Linked DNA regions of Sus scrofa: region 2 is linked to region 1. The links are chromatin contacts, called in public HiChIP or PLAC-seq maps. All regions are on one chromosome and are shown on one strand. The core of a region is the stretch at or near the end of the contact, and the rest is flanking DNA. Distances in the headings are between cores, read along the strand shown.

Region 1 (3,343 bases), core at 497-2,996:
TTTCCCGTCCTATACTTTATAATTTTGTAGCATTTTATTTAAATATAGTCGATGTACAATCTTGTGTTAGTTTCACATGTACGGCAAAGTGACTCCATTATACACTTACACACATCCATTCTTTTTCAGATTCTTTTCCCATATAGGTTATCACAGAGTATTGAGTAGCATTCCCTGTGCTGTACAGCAGGGCCGCATGGACCATCCATTCCGTTACAGTAGTGTGCACAGGCCCCTTTCTTTTTTTTTTTTTTTTTTTTTTTTTTTTGTCTTTTTGCTATTTCTTGGGCCACTCCCGCGGCATATGGAGGTTCCCAGGCTAGGGGTTGAATCGGAGCTGCAGCCACCGGCCTACGCCAGAGCCACAGCAACGCGGGATCCAAGCCGCGTCTGCAACCTACACCACAGCTCACGGCAACGCCAGATCGTTAACCCACTGAGCAAGGGCAGGGACCGAACCCGCAACCTCATGGTTCCTAGTCGGATTCGTTAACCACTGCGCCACGACGGGAACTCCACAGGCCCCTTTCTATACTTTATAACAGCACTTCTCAAACTCTGGTCCCCAGGTGAGGTCAGTATCCTGTGAAAAGAAGGGCGCTGCAGTCAGTGACATTTAGGAAAGCTGCCCACTGGTTCTCCTGCTGGGGACCTAAGGGCATAGCAGTACATTAAAGCTCTGAGGAGTTTCAGTCTATGATAAAATCATGTGTTACACTCAGTTTAACCTATTGTTTGATCCTGAAATTTTTTTTTTTTTTGAAATAGAATGCCTAGTACCACCCATTGCATGGAATAAAATGAATATTTCCAGGACATAGTTTGGGAAACAGGGACTTAGTTTCATATCATCCACATTGCTTATTGGATAGGTAATGTCAAGGGAAACATTAAAAATTGACTCTGACCAATCACTGACCCATTATTCTTTCTCTGGTGTCTTCACCCTTCCAAGCTTCCGATTTAAATCTCCTTCATGTCAGTGATGGCAGATTTCAGTTTTGTGCCCTTGTCTCATTCGTGACCTGGATTTGCCAGCACCTGATGCCCTCTCTGTTCCCTTTCTCCCCGTGGGTCTGCAGGGGTAGGTGCTCACACCACTTCTAAGACGGCCGGCTTCCCCACACCTCTTCCCACCTGCCCCCAAACCAGCTTCCCACTCCAGGTCACCCCAAGACCAGAGGAAAGTCCTCACGGCTGATTTGGATCAGCCCTTGTTCACATGCTATCCTCAGGCCTGCCTGGCCAAGTTCAAAGTCAGGCTCATGTCCAAGTCCTCCCACGGTTGGCTCACACTCTGTTTTTCTAACATAACTCCCAACACTTCCCCTCATGGAGTCAGGGAAGTGCTTTTCACAGTTGTGGAACATCTTGATGTTCTTTTTACGCAAGTTCTGTGTTCCTTGGAGCCTGCTGTTGTCTTTGCTTGGAATCCCCTTTGTTTCCCCCTCTTCCTCCGTGTTTTCTCAGCAGATCTATCCATCCTTCTGAGCCCGTGCAGAGGCTACCGTCCTTAGGAAGTTTTCCTTAGCCCTCTCAGAAGATGATTGCATGTCCGTCCTCTTGGGTGTCATAGCACCTCATGTATAATTTTCTTATAATGCTGACCAAATTCTGCTTCTTTTTTTTTTTTTTTTTTTTTCTGGCTGCCTTGTGGCATATGGAGTTCCTGGGCCAGGGATCAGACTGAGCCACAGTTGCGACCTATGCCACAACTGCCACAATGCCAGATCCTTAACCCACTGTGCCAGGCTTTGGATCATACTTGCGTCATCCCAGCACTCCAGAGACGCTGTTGGGCTACAGCAGGAACTCCCTAAATTCCCTAAATTCTGTCCTCAATTCCACTTATTTGTATGTCTACATATGCTTGCTCATAGCTCAGTGAAGTCAACCTCTGACTTATACGTATGTGTGTCCCCTTCAGAGCCTAACCCGGGGATTTTACTAAACAGGAATGGGGAAAAAAATTGTTGAAAAGATATAAGTGATTGTAAAATGTTGTTTTTATTTTTGTATGTATAAACTGTCCTGCTGCAATTAGCATAATGTATACAGTATTCATAGGTTCTTTAATTAATAGTTCTTCTAAAGTGAAATTGCAATAATGGGAATTCAAATTAGTAGGTAGTCACAGAACTATTTTTTTTTTTTGTCTTTTGTCTTTTTTTTGTTGTTGTTGTTGTTGTTGTTGTTGTTATTGTTGCTATTTCTTGGGCCGCTCCCGTGGCATATGGAGGTTCCCAGGCTAGGGGTTGAATCGGAGCTGCAGCCACCGGCCTACGCCAGAGCCACAGCAACGCGGGATCCGAGCCGCGTCTGCAACCTACACCACAGCTCACGGCAACGCCAGATCGTTAACCCACTGAGCAAGGGCAGGGACCGAACCCGCAACCTCATGGTTCCTAGTCGGATTCGTTAACCACTGTGCCACGACAGGAACTCCTCAGAACTATTTTTAATTGAGTTATAAATGTACCTTCATTCTTAGTATAAAAAAGGGTTATGTTGTTTCCAAATCCCCTTTGCACAGAATAAGGAGACTTTGACCCAGGAAGCCTTGAGCCCCCGACCGAGCCTCTCCCTAGCTGCCCCCTTGGCCTTAGGGGCTGCATCCTCAACCTCCTGCACGTCCCAGAATTGCAATGATGGCCAATGTCTGTACTTCCAATAACATTCTCGAGTGCCTGTCCAGTAAGGAGAGAGGTGTCAGCACAGCTTTAAACAGGTCAAGGCCACTTGAAACATGTTTACCCTGAGATCAGTGTCAGTGTGAGTAACCTGAGAGTGTTTCCTGTACGTAGTAGAGTTCCAAACTAGCTCCTTCCACAACTCCACACTCCCAGCCCTCTCTCTTTTGTTAATTATTATTATTATTTATTTTTTTTAATCTTTGGCTGTGCCTGTGGCATGCAGAAATTCCCAGGCCAGGCACCAAACCTGTGCCACAGCAGTGGTCTGAGCTGCTGTAGTGACAATGCCAGATCCTTAACCCACTAGGCTACCAGGGAACTCCTTTCTTTCTTTTCTTTTTTCTTTTTTTGATGTCTCTCTTTTTTTAAAAGTTTTATTGAAGTATAGTTGATTTACAAGGTTGCGATAATTTCGAACTCCTCTTTCTTAATTAGCACTTTGGGGCAGTTTCAGAAATTTCATGCAATGCCTTCTTGTTGGGAATTGATTTTAAAGACCTATATCAGAGGGCATTTTCCAGTGATTATCCTTACACTTGTTTAGGGTGTGGGTTTAATAAAGACCATTAGCCAAATCATTTCAAGGAGAAACCCTGTGGTCTAGTCTAGAGCAATGCTTCTCGAGTTTTATTGGGTGTGCAGATTACCTG
Region 2 (3,343 bases), core at 262-2,761, 150 kb before region 1:
GCCAGTTTCAGTTGTATTTTAATTTCTTACCAGATTATTTTTAAAAGTTCTTGGGTTAATTTTACTAGATAATGGTAGCCCAAGATGAGACCTTCAAGAACAAAAAATAATCAACATTCAGAAACATTGTCACTAAAAATTTACTCAATGCAAATGTAAATTGAACTTCCTAATTCTTACCTGTAGCATTTAAATGTGCAGTATTATTAAGAAAAATAGAGATGCATTTTGCTAAGTACACTTGCCATTTTTTGTCATTATGTTTTTGTTTCTGGTAAGTTTTTGGTAAGACAGTTTTTACTCTGTTAACTATATTTTATCTGTGAATTAGATTCTTCAGCTCTTTAATTTTCATGGTATTATAGATGTGTAAACATATGTTTGAAAACAAAATTCCAGAGTGCTGCGGGTATTTGAAACAATGTTAAAAATGTGACTATAATTGTGCTTCACTATAACACATTGATCATTTAGTGGTGCATATAAAATGCCCATGTGAAAAGTACAGCTCTACTGTATCCTGAATATCCTAATTTATAAATGGAATATTTATTAATATATTTAGTATTTAAGTTTTTTTGAATGAAATCAAATATCAGGTTTTTAAAACCAACTTCCAGGAAAGTTTTTTCAAACTCTTAATTTCTTTGCCTGCAACAGCTATTTAGTTATTCTCTTTATTGTAAGCAACAGTAGGAGGAAAAGTCCCTGTGTCTGATAGCCACCAGATGGCGCTTTTACCCTGCATGGATGAAGGCCAGTTACCCTCCGTTGACGGTTAGTAGTGAGTTGATGAAGGAGTAGTGAGACCCTAATTGGTTTGAGCAGTGTGAACGCAGCAATGATACTTAGCGATGGGGAGAGGTATGAACTGGCATTGCTACTCTCAGAAGAATGTTTTAAAATTAGATTTCCTTATGTTTTACAGAAACTTTTCCTTCTTCTTGGCTATTTGCTTCAAATTTATCTGTGGAAACCAAAGTAAAATAATATCTCCATATATGTATTATAATATTAGTACTGTTATTGTGTTACAGTTTTTGCTTTTTATGGTGGTTACTAGGCTGTTACCAAATTTCTAATAGTTTTAAGCATTGAAAGTAATTAGGTGAATGTTTTTGTAATTGTGAGTACTTTTTATTTTACTTATAATTCCCTGAACAAGGCATATGAGCAAATGAAATTACATGTTGTGTAACTAGGGGAAGGTATGTGGCCTAGTGGAAAGAGCTTACTTAGGCTGTGAAGTCAGACAGCCCTGGTTTGGGAAGTGATCAGCTTACAGGGTTTCTCACAGTGAGAATTAAAAATAATGTTTGTAAGTGGCCTCCTGAAAAGTGCATGTCCCTGAAAGCAAACGACATAATTTTAAGTTCCAGCTTCTCCCAGTACAAGCTGTGGGAACTTGGGAAAACGACTTATTTCTCTCATATATTTAGGATAGTAGTATCTTCTCCTAGAACTGTTTAGGATTGTAAATGAAAGAATGTGTGTCAAGCGTATTTTTAGTAAGTGATCCCTGTTATTGGCATCCGCCGATGGCATAAAAGCTGGTAATAACCATAGTGTATGTGCCTAAGAAGTAGAAATGACTTCCTTGCCCATCCGTTATTAAAGGATATTGTTTTCTCACACTTCTGTTTCTTTTTTTTTCTTCCTTGCTTTCTTTTTGGCACACCTGTAGCCAGCAGAAGTTCCCGAGCCAGGCATAGAACTTCTGCCACAGCAGTGGCAATGCTGGATCCTTAACCTGCCGAGCCACCGGGGAACTCCTCCACACTTTTATTTCTAAAGAATTTAGGAATATATGACGAAAGTAAAACTTTTCAAGATGTTAATTTATGTTTTATTTGTATTAAGAATGCACCTCCCCTTTTTGGTCAAATGAAGAGAAACTTTTATGGGTTCTTTGTGTTATGTCAGTAGCACTAGCTGCATTACTAGCAGTTACTCTCAGTATTCTGTTCCTTTGCTAAAACACTAGCTTTGTATCCGCAAAGGGAATTTAAATGGCTACCAAATGTGCTTACTTGATCATTTTCATTCCTGTATGATTCTCTCTCTCTCTCTCTTTTTTTCTTTGTCTTTTTAGGGCTGCACCCTCGGCACATGGAGGATCCCAGGGTAGGGTTCGAACCAGAGCTGTAGCTGTTGGCCTACACCATAGCCGTAGCAAAGCCAGATTGTTAATCTACTGAGCGAGGCCAGGGATCAAACCCGTATCCTCATGGATGCTAGTCAGGTTCATTAACCACTGAACCACGATGGGAACTCCTGTACAATTCTGTAGCTAGCTTAAATTTCCAGATTATTTTCCTCTTTGGTGGATTCTAAGCTTAATACATCTTTTTCCTGCATTTAACATTAAAAAAAAAATCAGTTTATGTGATTACATTATTTTTCTGACTTAGATGCTGAAAAATGTTAGGTTTTTTTTTTTTTTTTTTTTTTTTTTTTTTTTTTTTTTTCACTGTGCCTACAGACTCATTTTTAGAAAATTGAAGGGGAATATGTTGAAAATTTTGAACCATCTTCTGACCTTGTGAAATGTGCTTTCAAAGATGTTATTTGCCTTGTTACGAAAATTGTATTTATTAAAATATAAATTAGTCATAGTTTTGGAGTTCCCTTGTGGCTTAGCAGGTTAAGAATCCAGGGTTGTCTTTGCAGGTTCAGTCCCTGGTGTGGGAACATTCACATGCTGCAGGCGTGGACAAAAAAAAATTAGTCATAGTTTTGAAGAATTGAGTACAATGGTAATTTTTCACCATTAGTGACTTCCTTATGGTTATCTTTGATATTAAATGCTATGTATTGAATTAATAGATTTTTAGAGAAGCATGATCTTTTTTGAAACAGATTGACCAACCTGTATATCCTCCTATACTTTGTGTTTACATTATGTTTGTATAAACATACACTCACAATGTTTTATCCTTTGTAAAACATAAAAAATATGATCATACTAAGCATATAACTAAAACTTGCTTGTTTCTTAACAGTATATTACTGATATCTATTGAATGGGACCTTGTATTTCCCTCTCATTCTTTTATCTTTATAATATTGCATGGTAATCAGTCATCCCCCATTTGCTTTCAAGTTGTTTTATTTTTATTTTTTTGCAATTTAAGCAGTAAACATACTTGGCCTTACCTTTTGGTGTTTTTATTTCTGATATCCAAAAGTAATATTGCTGCACAAAAAATATTCTCAAAAAGTTTTAAATAAATCCTTGCTCGCTTACTTTCCAGAACATTTTGAACAACTTTCTTTCCCACTAGAAAATATGAGAGTGTCTGTGTCTCCCTATCTTTGCCAGCTTTAGGTGTTAATTAAACTT

What was found. HiChIP or PLAC-seq counts read pairs in DNA pulled down with a chosen protein or histone mark.
Region 2: a contact with region 1 is called in an H3K27ac HiChIP or PLAC-seq map of skeletal muscle. The contact joins two enhancer-like sites. A contact is called at or near these places in 19 of 47 Hi-C or Micro-C datasets (brain, embryonic fibroblasts, fetal heart ventricle and 10 more) and 1 of 2 datasets of contacts at active chromatin or transcription factors (skeletal muscle).

Annotation. Positions count from the first base shown.
Region 1 is chr13:13,871,449-13,874,791 of Sscrofa11.1, reverse strand. The region is part of intron 6 of NEK10 (serine/threonine-protein kinase Nek10); the gene reads left to right. Among named protein-coding and RNA genes, the nearest start is that of NEK10, 59 kb to the left of the region's middle. Within about 2 kb of position 1,746, at least 11 of the 83 cell types and tissues checked have an H3K27ac peak or open chromatin away from gene starts, as enhancers often do. A contact at or near this core is called in skeletal muscle, where this site is marked.
Region 2 is chr13:14,021,564-14,024,906 of Sscrofa11.1, reverse strand. The region is part of intron 1 of SLC4A7 (sodium bicarbonate cotransporter 3); the gene reads left to right. Among named protein-coding and RNA genes, the nearest start is that of SLC4A7, 20 kb to the left of the region's middle. Within about 2 kb of position 1,511, at least 6 of the 83 cell types and tissues checked have an H3K27ac peak or open chromatin away from gene starts, as enhancers often do. A contact at or near this core is called in skeletal muscle, where this site is marked.